2 separate regions of the Zea mays genome follow, and region 1 is linked to region 2. Evidence: chromatin contacts called from public Hi-C data. All regions are on one chromosome and are shown on one strand. The core of a region is the stretch at or near the end of the contact, and the rest is flanking DNA. Distances in the headings are between cores, read along the strand shown.

Region 1 (7,376 bases), core at 4,244-6,743, 190 kb after region 2:
TTTGACGCGCTAGCGCCTAGCTGCTGCTCGTTCTTCCACCTCGCCAGTCTCCATCAACGCGGCTCCGTCGCCCTCACGCACGCGCGCATAGATATAAACATAAACGCCGGCTGGCACTGGTAGACATTCTTCACTCCCACGCTAGCTACGCCCACTCCCCCCGCGCTATGCCTATGGCCGACCGCGTCCACCCCATGCCATCTCCCTCCTCCCCGCCGCTTCCACCTCCGCCAGGGCGACGGCGACCTGACGCCGACCCCGCCACGGAGACGACGCCGCTGCACCCGTCCTTCTTCCACGACATCCCGCTGTCGCCGCCCCCAGCAGGCACGTACATCGTGCAGGTGCCCAAGGACCAGGTCCTCCGCGAGCCACCCCCGGACCGCGCGCGCCGCTACAAGAAGCTCGCTGGCCAGCCCGCGCGGCGCCGCCGCCTCCGCCGCGCGTGCTGCCTCTCCTGCGCCGCGCTCCTCGCCATACTCCTCGCCGCCGCCGCCTTCGCGGGCGCCGTCTGCCTCGCCTTCCGCCCGCGCGCGCCGTCCTTCTCCGTGCCCTCCGCGCTCGCCATCCGCGGCCTCGCCAACGCCACCGCCACCGCCACCGGCGCCGCAGCCCCGCTCTCCCCCGCGCTCGACGCCGCCGTGCGCGCCGACAACGGGCGCAACGGGAAGGTGGGCGTGGAGTACCGCGCGGGCGGCGCCGTCGCGGTGTCCTACGCGGGGCAGCGGCTGGCCGCGGGCCCGTGGCCCGCGTTCCGCCAGGCGCCGCGGAACGTCACGGTGGTCGCGGCCGCCATGCGGGGCCAGGGCGTGCGCCTCTCGGATGCGCGCAGGCGGCAGCTCGCCGCGGACCGGGCCGCGGGCGCCGTGCCGCTCACGCTGGAGGCCAGGGTCCCCGTGCGCCTGCGCTTCGGCAAGGTGCTGCGGACGTGGACCGTCCACGTCAGGGCCCGCTGCGAGGTGGCCGTCGACAGGCTGGACGGGGATGCCACCGCGGTCAACAGGGGCTGCAGGGTCAGGGTCAAGCCGCTATGGTGGTGGTGGTGATGTGATAGCCGGCGCCGGCGCCGGCGATCGTGTGTCTATACAACGTTGACGTTGTGAATGCCGCCTCAACGTAAACGCCTAGTAATTTATAAGATCTCTTATTTTCTCCTCATTTTATATGGTATCCAAGCAGCTAAACACCATCATCTCTTCATTTGTGAGTCAGTTTATATATATGTATACATACATGTGTATTTGTTCTCAGCTAGGCCTTGAATATACATGCAGATAACAAAAACAATAAGAGAATATATCTGATGCACACGATACACATATTAAATCATCACCACTTATTTTAGATCTAACGTCTCTAGTTGATCGTTCAATTTATAAATAAGAGATTGGAGGGGGTTTTTAGTAAAATGTATCAAACAACTAGAGACGTTAGATCTAAAATAAATAGTGATGATTTAATATGTGCACCATATACGTCAATATTCCATGTGCACCAGATATGTCCTCAAACAATAATAGCGTGTCTAACGAGACGTTCCCAGACGCGAGCCAGCCTGATTACTCCGCCAATTGCATACTATGTAAAATGAAGAAAAAAAAAGTATAGATGGGCGTGTTCGGCTGGCTACAAGCCGACACTGTTGCAGCTGTTTGGACTGCTGCAGCTGCAATCCATAGAGAGAAAAATACTGTAGAAGCCGCAGCCGCAGCCGGATTGCAGCCGCAGCAAGCCGCAGCGAACAAGCTAGATAACTTTAACTTGAAGGAGCTGCCAATTGCAAGCTACAGCATGCATGTCATGCCTCAATCCAGAATCAACAAATGCAAGCGACAGCATCCCATGCCCTCAAGTTTTTCAGTGCTCCAAGATGTTCTCTACTACCATAACAAACAAGTAATAATATGGGAATGGCTTCACAAGATAAATAACTTAGACGTCATGAGAGCTCCACCAGTCTACGAGTCCCTACTGTAGCAAAGAGCAGAACTAGAAGGCTCTTTTGCCCTGGCACTTGAAAAACTACCCACTGGATACCAGCACGTCTACTGTAGTATCTACACATGGCAAAGGAGGAACATTTGCAATCTCCCTCCTTTATAAGCATGCATCATCAGTCATCACTCACTTCTTCCTTCTTTTAGAACCCCTGCCTGGCTGTGAAGCTGCGGTAGAAGACGCCTCTTGATCGGCCTCGACTGCTTCGGCTTTAGCGCTTCTCAGGGTCCTCCTAGTCCTAGGCACCTCCGTCGACGGGCCTGCGATGTCGTTTTCCTCCACCAGCTCAGCTTTGACTCTACTGCGCTTCTTCCTCGAGGGATGGTTAGCCGGCGAGGCTAGATCCTCCTCCCCAGGTTCGTTCACTTCATCGGCCTCGCCCTCGCCATCTTGACACGGCCATCCAGTACCGCAACTAGGACACGCTCTCGAGGCCTACATATCCAGGTAGAATTAGCAAACCATGACTCTACCATCAACATGAGATAGCAATGTGAAGTTGGTTGTAATCTAGGCAGGTACCTTTCTCTGTGAGAATTTCTTCTTCAAGCAGTACTCGTGAATTCTAACATCGCATCCCTCGTTCGGACAACTCGATGCCTGTTGTGGAACAAAAACAACACTAGCAGCAGGTTATACGACGACAACAACAGAAGCAAGACAAGCCAAGTGGAAAACCCATAGAATCGCCGCATATCAGTACCTTTATACAAGCTTCGTTGCAGACAACACAAGACGGGATATCGTTACCACGGAACCAGCTCCGGAGGTCAAGAAATGACCTGGTGCCCAGACCGATCTTGCCTGTGGCGGTGTACGACAACCAGCGGTCCCGTATCAGCTCATCGAGAGTTTTCTCCTTCTGGCTCATTGAGAAGTTCTTTATGGAGCTAGGAAGGCGAGACTGGCTGTCCTGTGAACCGTCTAATACTGCGACCTGCAAACAGAGCAGTCAATAACTCGTGATGCCACAATTTCCAATCGAGATTAAACTGTCAATCAGTAGATACAACAGTGCTGCTGTGCCATGCCACAGAAACAAAAGGCGATACCGTTGATGACATGATAGCTGCAGAATACATGAAACTGTAAAACGCTCGCATAAACGCTTGTAGGCCATACATAAGTATTATGAGCTACACTAAGCACTTGACCAGTAGTACATGCTGATATGAAAAACCAATAAATCATGTTCCCAGAATCACTGTGCAGCTAACCTGGTTATCAAGCCGGACATTGAGGGCGTCGATACTGGTTATGCTCCCATCATTTCCAGCTTCCTGAACTATTGCTTCTAGCTGCCACAGTAATCATTAGTCACATACTCACATCTCCATACGTGCGAAGGTTCAACACAACATATGCAGTGTCAGACTGAGGAATGCAAGGCGAGGTATCACGTACCAGTCCCTTGTAGAATGCGATCTGGGGCACGGAGTACTTTGTTCCAAGCTTAGACTCTTCGTCAGCAATGTTATTAACCACCCCGTAGTAAACCATTCCATCATATTGGTTAATGCATGCCCGCAACTCGAACTGCAAGTAGGCAAGGTCCTTGTTGATCTTGAGAAGTGTATCATTGAACAGTTGTTGGTGAGTGGCTGCAAGTAATGATATGACATCAAATAAGTGGCTGGAAAGTAGGCATTTGGTCAAATGAATCAAGAGAAGCTTGCGTCACATAGGCTATGGACTCTCTTCTATAACTGGTAACTGGTATCAGGTATATGATTCAGCCAAGTTGGCAACCAGGTGTTAGTCGGGCTGATTGATTCAAATACCATGTGGAATCAAGACCACTGTTTCAGGCAATTCTATAATGCAACTTTGAATTGATTTCGCTGTTTTTACCAAAACTCTGAAGAAATTCTGACCGGCTCAGGTGATCAGGAAACAGACAGTAAAAATTTCATAGATCTACCTTAGGTGTGAAAGTAAGTGTAGCTACTTCTGGATCAAACAAACAAAAAAATCCACTAAATAGTTTGTTCAAGGTACATCATTCACTTGTAAACAGATTTATATTGTGGGCACGAGCAGGTCAAGAAGAGGCCAAAATAAATAAGGAATGATGACTTAGGCCAACAAAGAAAAAAGAAAAGAATGTCTACACAGAATGCTTAGAAGTTAATATTGGGAAAGGCAGCCTTTTTTTGAGGCAAAGGAAGATAGAAGCAGCATGAGACTTTGTATACAGCAGCATTGCCTAACAAAATCATATGGGGACCGAACTAGCACTCTTTTCCCCCGACGAAACAAACAGCATTGCCACGGTAATTAGTTGTCAGCTGGGAGGAGCATTCTGCCCGCTTCACAAACGAGATAATTGGATTTTTGCCACTCACAACGTTGTCTTCTTGTTATAATTACCACTGTGTTTATGAATTGTGGGTCCAGCTGGGTCTATGAAATGTGGGTCTAATGGCAATTTTACAAACCTGTTTGTTGCTGATGGCAAATATCAGAATCTCTCGGCTTTCCATGGAACAGATGCGAAGAGAAGATGGAGAAAGACTAGAGCTAAGAGGGGAGAGAGTTGCAAGCATCGCGGCATAGGTAGGTACCAGGGTCCCTGTCGGAGACAGCAGTGAACAGCGCGCGGAAGTCAGGCTCGGCAAGGGGGCCGCGGGAGAGCAGAGCCTGCAGCAGAGTGTGGTGCCGTTGCCGCCACGAGGGAGGCGCCATTGCTGCTGAAGTTGACGAGTATAGCGTAGCAGATGCACGGGTTCTCGGCCTGAAGAAGATACGTTATATGTACTAGTGGAGCTTTGGCTTACGCTGGAAGGAGGTGGGCAGGGATGGGGGTGGCTTGCAGTGTAAGATCCAGTCTGTAGCTCTGGACAGACAGAGCCGACCAATAAAGGCGTCCAGAGTTGCCGTCCGTCCATATCCTCCACAACCCTACGGCCCCGATAACGAGGATGCGCTCCAGCACCCCTACGGTCGAGAACGCGGATGAAGAGCAGGAGTTGTGGGGTGGGTTCGACCCTACGCGGCGGCAGCCTGAAGCTGCTTGTGCTTGTACGCACCCCCGCCGGCATGAGAGTATAGACTATAGAGATAGGCACGGCACGGCAGCTGCAGAGACGCATTTCGTCGAGCGCTTGTTGGGCCGTGGCGCGTAGAGAGAATAGACCGAGAGAGACGACGGGATGGGAGCAAAGCGTACGGCGTACCGGGGTTCTTGCCGGAGACGCCAGCGAAGATGGCGTGGAAGTCGCGTTCGGAGAGGGGACCGCGGTGGAGCAGCGACTGCAGCAGCGTGTGGTGCCGCCACGACAGCGGCGCCATGCTCCGGGCTCGGCTTACCTGGGAACTTGGGAACCCGGGGACGCGGATCGGTCGAACCCACCAACCTAATCCGCGAATTCCTCCGCCGCCCGCGGGAAAGATTTCTCCTTGTGAGAGGGGCAGTTTTTGATCGACGGAGGAATTGGTTGGCGTTTCGCGGGAAGCGCGTGGTGAAGAGCGGGAGACGGCAAGGAATCCTACCCCGCCGCCCGGGGAAGGAAGGGAATGTTGGGCCGTGCATGCTGAATGGGCTAGGCCGCCAGCCCGATGAACTGGACTGGGATCGTCACTTTCGGCTTTGCTTCGCTTCGCTTCTGTCTCGTCGGACGTGGCAGTTTGTCCAGAAACAGCCTAAAAGAAACCAAATCCTACAAAAAAATACAAACAACTTCCTTACCAATAAAATATTTAGAGTAAAAAATATTAATCCCTTAGATAAGCCACTGTTTGGGGGAATAAATATATAATCAGACGCTGTTGTCAGTTGTCGTCCGCTTCCCCAGTAAGTATTTGAGTTGGAAAACCCAGATTGAATGAGAGGAGAAGTGCTGAACCCCCAAGTTGTCACAAAAATCTAGTTATCTAACACGCAGACACCAATAAATTATTTAAGTTTTTAAGATGGACAAACATATAATTCCTGGATATTAAGCATGTAGTTAAAACTATAATTAGGATGCTTGATTACATAGGTTGTCCCTTATATTTCGTGTGTAGAAACTTGTGCTGCAATTTGATATTCTAACATATGATTTTGTGCTCCTATCAACACACATAGCAAGACTCAAAAAATGTGTGGAACATATGATTTGGTGCTCTAACATATATGATTTGGCATTCACGTGATATTGTATTCCTTCTAAGCTCATAGATGCGATCCTTTATATCCTTAAAAGTTTTTTATAATATCCTCTCTCCATGCGACGTTGGCTTTCGCTCAAGTCCATAGCACATAATCCTACCGTAAACATCCTTGATCTAACTTTTACGTTCATACAAAGGTTTATACACCTATTGAACGCAAAACCATTCTAGACACTATCTTTTCTTTAAGCCCATATAGATATAATCCCTTGTACCATAGTGAAAGGGAATTAGGCTTACACCTAGTCCCTAATTAATTTTGGTGGTTGAATTGCCCAACACAAATTTATTGGACTAACTAGTTTGCCCAAGTGTATAGATTATACAGGTATAAAAGGTTCACACTCAGCCAATAGAAAGATCAAGTTTTGGATTCAACAAAGGAGCAAAGTGGGAACCGAAGGCCCTCTGGTCTGGGAGCACCGGACTGTCCGGTGTACACCGGACAGTGTCCGGTGCACCAGAGGACTCCAACTTAAACTCGCCACCTTCGGGAATTTCCAGAGGCGACTCCGCTATAATTCACCGGACTGTCCGGTGTACACCGGACAGTGTCCGGTGCGCCAAGGGAGGTCGGCCTCAGGAACTCGCCAGCTTCGGGAAAACTCCAACGGCTAGTCCGCTAAAATTCACCGGACTGTCCGGTGTGCACCGGACTGTCCGGTGCGACTCCGAAGCAACGGCTATCTCCGCGCCAACGGCTCTCTGCCGCGCATTCAATGCGCGCTCTGCGCGCGCAGATATCAGGCGCGCCCATTCCGGCACACCGGACAAGGAACAGTAGCTGTCCGGTGTGCACCGGACACCCAGGCGGGCCCACAAGTCAGAAGCTCCAACGGTCAGAATCCAACGGCAATGATGACGTGGCAGGGGGCACCGGACTGTCCGGTGTGCACCGGACTGTCCGGTGCGCCATCGTGCAGACAGGCTCCCAACGGCCACTTTTGGTGGTTGGGGCTATAAATACCCCAACCACCCCACCATTCATTGCATCCAAGTTTTCCACTTCCCAACTACTACAAGAGCTCTAGCATTCAATTCTAGACACACCAAAGAGATCAAATCCTCTCCAAACTCCACACAACGCCCTAGTGATTAGAGAGAGTGATTTGCTTGTGTTCTTTCGAGCTCTTGCGCTTGGATTGCTTTCTTCTTTCTTGATTCCTTCATTGCGATCAAACTCACTTGTAATTGAGGCAAGAGACACCAATCTTGTGGTGGTC
Region 2 (7,504 bases), core at 954-3,453:
CCCTTAGGATGACTGTCTGTGTGCTTCCTTTCGTCGAGATGTAGAAAATGCCTGGATACTTGAGAAAAAATTCTCGCAGGTTTACCTCCATGGTGTACAATCTTCTGAAGTGTGACAGTCTCTCAAGTGGCATCATCCTTTCGACCGTCAGGCTCAAAAGCTCATGAAGAACACCAACAATGCGTTTCTCAAGCCGCTCCACGTTGCATATCGGATGCGAATCATTCTTCTCATAAGGTTTGGTGTAGGGAAGCCTCTGCCAGTTCTTGAGTTTCTCCCTGAAACCTTTTTGAACCTTAAATCCAGTTGGGAAGTTGATCGGGAAAGCATATTTTGTCTCTGATTCAGCTAGCCATTTTTCTGTGTACTCCCTTTTCCTCCACTCGTCGACCTTAGCTACAGCCAATGTTTCATCCCTAGAGAAAAGTGATAGAGTATCTGGGGATTTGAGAATTAAATCATGTCGATGGTTCGGCAGTATAGAGGACCTGTAATCATCAGGAAGCCCAAGCTCCCTTCTTATGAGCCATAACGCGTGCATGTTCAGAGTTCCATCCACAGAGAGCATGAGAAGTTTCTTCAGCCGCTGAACTACGCCGACCTCATTCTCCCTGACCACAGCGTCTTCCTCTGCGATCAAGTCGGACATCTTCTGCGTGACCTTGCAGCAGTGGTTCCTCTTGACAGGGTGCACGTAGGTCTGAAACACGTGGGGGTATTTCTTGAGGAAAGCACCGACCTCAATGTTCAGCCCGACCTCATGCCTCCACCTTGAGAGGAGCTGGAGAGACGCGTATCCGTTCCTCTGCTGAGATATCACCTCATGCAAAGCCAAGGCCAGCCTCAAGTTCCTCAGCTGAACCATTAGTTTGTCCAGCCTATGATCCCTCGTTCTTCCCTCAAGACGTGTTCTTGCCGAATCTACAGGCTTTCTCCACCTCCGCTGCACGCTGCGGTTAAAAGGACCGAGCTGAGTCGTCTCGCCCAACATCCGCGATAGCAGAGCGAGTGAGTGAAGGCTCCTTGCTCCAGATAAGATCGATGCCATTGTGTTTTTCACAGTTCAATTCTAAAAGATACGAAAATGCACCGAGAACCACATGTGGATCTCTAGAGCAATGGCGACTTGCTGGAGCTGCAACTGCAAGAAGGAAGGAGATTGCACGCGGAGTCAGTTTAGTAGACAATGGAATGGAAAGCACCAGGTTCGCATGAATGCACGTGGGATTGTTCTATTTACATGACTTGATAAGGTTCACTGAATAAAGAGGAGAAAAGAAAGCTGCTGATCAGTGGCGGAAATCATCCAGGGTAGGGGTGGGTGGGGGTGTGTGGGGAGGGGGTAAATAATTAAGGCTAGAAATCTTACTGGCGACATACCAAAATGTATACTAGGTACAAGGAAGAACACAAATAACAATATCAATTCTACCAAAGCAACATGTACAATGCTAAGAATCTTTTTTATATTTTCTCCATTCTAGCCTCCAGGCTCTGAGGTATGCAATGCGGCAACGACTGCTATGCAAGCAGTCCTTCTGTGCAAGCGTGCAAGCAAACCATCTGATCCATTAGATCGTGATTCAACCGTAGGTCACATTTAACACTTAAACCCTTCCACCACCCGCTCAATGCAACTAAATTAATCATTAAAGTAAAAATTTGCCAGATAAAAAGGGATGAAATATTGATTACCGGTGGCCAGTTAGTAGAGCGATGTCATGTCCTTTCTACTCTCTGCCTCAGCAGGTTTAGCACCAAGGTGCCCAGGCGGCCAAGCATGGTAGGGGCCAGGGGCCGAGCAGATTGTGCGGGCTCCTGCCGCTGCCGGCTGGGAGCCTGCCAGCCTGGGAGACTTGCTGCCTAGCCGCCTAGAGAGGGGGTTGGAGGGTTGACCGGCTGCCGGCTGGGACCGAGACGACGAACAGGCAAGCTGCAAGCTCCAAGCGGCTGCGGACCACAGTGGAGAGGGGCGAGGGGGGCGCTGGCAGCTTGCGAGATGCGTCGGCGGAGCCAGCAAGCGTGGGTGACGGCGGACGGAGAATGGTGGATCGAGAGGCGAGGTGCGAGGTGCTTTGGGCTGGGCCTTCAAGGCCTGGTTGTTTATGGGCTGGTTTTGTATGGGCTGCAGAGGCGAAAAACACATCCGCCCCTGGTCTGCCCGTCGCGCTCGCGCCTCCGTTCTCTCCCCGTTCGCCGCTCGGTTGCTTCCGCCGCCGCTTCCCCTGGCTGCCTCGTGTACTGGTCGAGCTCAAGCGCCCCATTTCGGGCTGGGTCCGGGAACCTCGAATCTATCTCCTAACCCTATCAAGCTAGCTAGCTGCGATGCCGAGCTTCCCTCCGCCGGGCGCCGTCACCATCTGCGAGATCAACCGCGACCTCGGTAAGCGCCCAGCAAATCCGCTGCCCCCCAACAACCACACACTCATTTTAACTAGCTGTAGTAAGCATTTCCGCTCGCTTGTTTGATTCAATCCGCCTCCCCCTGGCCTCTCGCAGTTGCGGTGGATGCCCTCTCCGACGACCGCGCCAAGGACGCATATGGGGATGTCCTCGTCAGTCCGCTCCCCTCGAACTCACTCTTCATCTGTGAACCACGTTGTGCTTGCCTGCCTGACGAGGGGCTCAAATCTGGGGCTTGTTGGCCGTCGTGTTGCAGGGGATGGTGTTCGCCCCGATTCCGTTCCAGCCGGAGGCTCTTCTTCTCGCCAGCCGCGAGCCTGCTGCTCCTGCCGCGGACCAAGTCGAGCCTGCTGACACTGTGCCCACCGCTGGTTTGGCAGCCACCATATCCGACTTCTTCAGGCGGATGGTCTTCCCTCCACTAGACGTGAGTTGGATCGTCCTATCTGAATTACTTATCCTCAATGTAAACTTTTTAGTAAATCATTACAATGATACTCACATTCGACCATTCTGGTTTGCAAGCCAAATAAATTTGAGTTACTACAATGCTGTTCACATTGGATTGTCCTATATTCCTAACTGAGATTCTGAGTTACTACAATTTGATGTTCCTCAAATTTGTCCCCAGAGATACCCGCGTACTTAAACCACTCGCTTGTGTGTAGATAAGTGAACTCCAGAATTTTATCATATCTTTTGTCAGTTGCTGGTGCTTATATCTACATACAAATACATGGTCATGCAACGAAAACTCTGTGCCCAAAGGCGAATGCATTGTCTGCTTCTCACTTCCCTAGTGCCACAGTGTGCTTTCATGATCTGATATATGTTGAATTGTTTTAACATAGTAAAATAACTTATTTCATGATTCAGGAGGTAACAATGTTACTCAGATTGCAAAAGCACAGCTCAACATAACTTGAAGGTTGATGTTGTATCAGAACTCCAGTTACTAATTCATCCAGCATACTTCCCAAAAAAAAATCTATCCTCCAGCTATTGTTCTTGGGATGAACACCCTAGATTTGCTTCCTGCTTGTACATTTCCTGTGTGATTTTTTACGAAACCATTACAGTCGTACTCAAATTCGATCATTCTTGTTTACCAGCCAAATCTGCTAGAAGAATTTGACACGCAGAAAGTAAGTTGGAATCCATACAAGCATTGCTTAGCATTCGTGTCTGGGAAGAACCAGGTTACTGTCCAAGACTTTGAGGACTCAGGTAAGATCGGCCTTGTGCCTATTTTGCTATGTTTTATTAGTTTATTTATGAACTGAACTCTATCCATCAGGTTAGTTGCAAAACATAACATTGGCCAATCTCTTTAACAGATGCTAAAGAACCATGCATTTTAACAAATGATCATCAAACGGATGTTAAGGCTGTTGAGTGGAGACCAAATAGTGGGAAGATGATTGCAGTTGCCTGCAAGTGTGTACTACTGCCACCTCACCATTTAACTTGAATCAATCCTTGTTGTCTCTGAATAATTTGCTGTCATACTTTACTTTTATATTGAAATCAGCATTTTCTTTTCAGAGGAGGGATATGCCTCTGGTCGGCATCATATCCTGGCAATGTCCCATTCATGAAATCTGGGGTCACTTCTTCTTCCTTTAGTGCCTTCCCTAGAGGTTCTGGTGGTCAGTGGATACTTGTGGATGTTCTTCGTGGCTCTTCTGCTGAGCTCGTTAGTGCACTTTGTTGGAAACCTGATGGAAGATATCCTTGATAAGTTTCATAGTGGCATTGTGAATTTTGCTGCTGCTTTTCATCTCTCCTTTTATTTATTTAACTCGCTAAACACCTCTGTATCATTTCGTCGGCAAAGAAAGCTAACCCAAATATACAACACCACTTACCCAACACAACACAAACACTCAAACCCATTATGCACAATGCAGGCATGCCATTGGAACAAAAGGAAAAAACAACCTAATAACCGACTAACCGAGGCAGGAGGCCATAGAAAAGAGTTTGGAGGTCTTTAGCCATGACTACTCACCGTTTCTCTTGTTTTAAAACTGTAAAATAACTAAAATACAGTGTGTGGCTAACTTCAAAAATTCTATTTTTGCCAAATTTACAGCACCATGCATACATAGATGTTTACAGTAGGTTTAGTCATTTGTGGGAAATTTCAACGGTTGAAGACATTTTTTTCCTTGACTGCTCTCCACATACTTGGCATCTGCCTCATGTAATAGTTCATCTTTCACAATTTGGGATGTGTCTCAAGGTATGTATACCAGTCCTTTTCTCAATACATGCAGTCAATCCCATTTATACAGAATTGTTGGCTATAATCTTGACACATTCCTTTTGCTTCAGGGTTGGGAACTCCTATACGGCGTGGATTAAGCAATATATCATTAGTGCGGTGGTCACCCAGTGGAGATTACCTTCTAGTTGCTAAATTGTATGGTCAATTTTCACTTTTCGTTTTCATTTCTTGTCGATAATATTTCCAAAAATTTAAATTTCATTTATTGCTAGTGATGGTACTTTTCACTTCTGGGAGACAAACACATGGACTTCAGAACCCTGGTCTTCGTCTAATGGATATGTGTCTGTAAGTGATATCTTCAGTCACAAATACCTGCTTTTGGAACATATGACATCATTTTTTTGCATTGCAATATTCTGTTGTTGTTCTTTTGCTGGAGCACAATTTTACAACAGTCCTTAGTTAAGAAGTGAGTACAATACTCTATTTGGCAACACAAATAATGTGCCCACTGCCCCTGTAAACCACATATAGTATATAATTGTGAAATTCTTCTCAATTTTGCTTAGTTTTATTGGGTTGCTGTCAGGGAGCAAATTGGGACCCAGAAGGTCGAGTTGCATTATTATCCTTTTCTAACTCGACGACGCTTGGTTCAATTCACTTCTCATCGAAGCCACCATCTTTAGGTATATAAAAGCAACCAATCAAATACTCTGTTGCTAAAGCTTTGTTGTTGTCTTATTTGTCTCAATTCTGATCGTTTGTTCTGTGCTCTTTATATCTTTCAGATGCTCACCTCCTACCAGTTGAACTTCCAGAAATTTCCTCCCTGATTGTTAGGTAACAACAGAAGCATTAATGTGGCTTCTGATCTCATGCGCATTTTATACTACATAGTTTTCTCTTCTTGCACGCTAATTTTGGCTGTTGACCCTTTTTTTAACTAACCCCATTCGCAATGAACGTGGTAACTTATTGCTGACGTAACTTTTGTGAAGGGAATTAGCTCAGGATTGTTATTGATTTACATAGCATAGGACCATAGGTTTGTAGGGTTGTAAGGAAAGAAAACTCACATGAAACAACCTAAAAGGCATAAAATCATTTAATTTCCTTAGAATTCTGTCTTCAGATTCCGCTGTCTGCTGTCGCGCACCACATTCTTTCATTCTGAAATGCGCTTTGTTTTTTTTGGAAGTCCATCCATCCATTATAATAGCACAGAATCTTACTTCCACTCAATAATGATTAATGAATGCTTTGACTGGTTCGTATAGCCGAGGCATAGAGAAATTAGCATGGGACGCATCGGGGGAACGTCTGGCACTGTCGTTCAGAGATGGAAACGAAATGTACCGTGGCCTGATCGCGATATATGACGTGCGGAGATCTCCACTCGTCTCACTATCACTAGTGTAAGAGCAGATTCGTTTCTTTTACAGTAAAACTGTGCTCCATTGACTTTCCGTAATCACCACTAAATCCGTCGAAATTCACGACTAGTGGGTTCATCCGGGGACCTGGAGAAGGAGCAAAGCCGCTCGCCTTTGCTTTTCATAGCAAGTTTAAGCAGGGGCCATTGCTTTCCGTGGTAAGATATCGTGGGTTCATTCGTTTCTAATACAGTGGCATCCTTTGCTTTTCCTACCTTTTTGTTCACATGTGGTTCTGACCGTTTACGCAGTGTTGGAGCAGTGGCTGGTGCTGTACGTATCCGCTGATACTTCGTCCTCGTTGACTCCAGTGTAAGTTTCCTCGGGCCGACTGAAACTCCCAGTTACCTCCGTCCGTATTGACTAGTTCTCTCTCGTTGTCTAGCGTAGCACCTCGCCGGTTCAGGACTGAATGTTGCTGACGACTTGGAAGACCGAACGCTTCGATGTGCCTGCTAGGAGAAATGCAAAGCTCGAGTTGCTGCATTGTGACGTTGTGGCTCGAGAAATGGCGCCCTTTTGGACAGTCATCTCCAGATGTGTTTGATTGGATATGTATGTATGCTTATGCTGATTTTAGCGGGGTTTTTTTTCCCTCTGGCCATACATGGATCGCCCTTTTGGACAGTCATCTCCAGATCGCCCACGCTAGTTTTTTTTTATTATTTTAGAACTCCAGCAGGCAGAAGCATGCCATATTGCCCCACGGGTTGAACCGAGGAGGCCTTCTCTCTACCACCATCACCAGATGCAAAATCTGGGATCGTCAGTGCTGTCAAAAAAAAATTATAGCAATCTGAAAACTTCATTAACCTTCGCATAACATTAAATTGCTGGCGACCAAATTTGATATAACGTCTAGAAAATTATACAACCAAATCAACTTTTGACTATCAGAACCAATAGTAGCAAGATGATGTGCTACCTTGTTACATATTCTAGGTGCAAACAACACCTTAACATCATTGAAACATGACAAAATCAGGAACTTAAGCCCCCTAATAATCACTCCATTATGCGAATCATCCCAATCATTCGACGTGAGAGTATCTCGAAGACACTTACAGTCTGTTTCAATCTCCAGAGTTTTTCAATCTCCAGAGTCATCTGCTGTCAATCTCCGTATGCATGCAGTATGTTTACGTGGGTCTCCTGTGTCTGGGATTGTGCTGTCAAAGACTGCATCTCTTCTCCTGCGTCAGGCAACCCTCCGCTGACCGGCACCGCCTGCATATAATTTCATCATCCGTGTTAGATGAACCTGCATATATTCAACCTGATTGGATGGATGCACGTATATGCACAGGCTGGTGCCGTTCTGGCCAGCCAGATACAATAATTTTGAGTGTATTGGTGAATGCAGCTTAATAACATCAAAATGGTTTATTTTACATCCACCGATGCAGACTATGACTCCCGCATATAAGTAACC

Evidence for each region. Hi-C and Micro-C count contacts between places; a contact is called where the count stands out from the background.
Region 1: a Hi-C map of tassel shows a contact between it and region 2, with 2.7 times the contacts expected there. The contact joins the promoter of LOC100274498 here to the promoter of LOC100383460 in region 2. A contact is called at or near these places in 5 of 25 Hi-C or Micro-C datasets (ear, endosperm, leaf and 1 more).

What each region holds. Positions count from the first base shown.
Region 1 is chr10:1,744,841-1,752,216 of Zm-B73-REFERENCE-NAM-5.0, forward strand. LOC100274498 (embryo defective 1379) reads right to left here and starts at 5,494. Exons shown (of 6, transcript NM_001148856.1): 1 at 5,175-5,494; 2 at 3,403-3,599; 3 at 3,216-3,296; 4 at 2,702-2,935; 5 at 2,521-2,598; 6 at 1,764-2,433. The coding sequence starts at 5,289. The coding sequence ends at 2,125. It also overlaps the pseudogene LOC100283622.
Region 2 is chr10:1,559,159-1,566,662 of Zm-B73-REFERENCE-NAM-5.0, forward strand. It overlaps LOC100383460 (Aladin), which reads left to right and starts at 2,204. Exons shown (of 15, transcript NM_001176108.1): 1 at 2,204-2,383; 2 at 2,500-2,555; 3 at 2,660-2,830; 4 at 3,516-3,630; 5 at 3,741-3,840; 6 at 3,949-4,131; 7 at 4,590-4,648; 8 at 4,741-4,828; 9 at 4,906-4,981; 10 at 5,226-5,325; 11 at 5,428-5,479; 12 at 5,917-6,054; 13 at 6,143-6,230; 14 at 6,324-6,384; 1 more. The coding sequence starts at 2,326. The coding sequence ends at 6,377. It overlaps LOC103640669 (protein ROOT PRIMORDIUM DEFECTIVE 1-like), which reads right to left and starts at 2,027. Exons shown (of 2, transcript NM_001319739.2): 1 at 1,696-2,027; 2 at 1-1,141. The coding sequence starts at 1,048.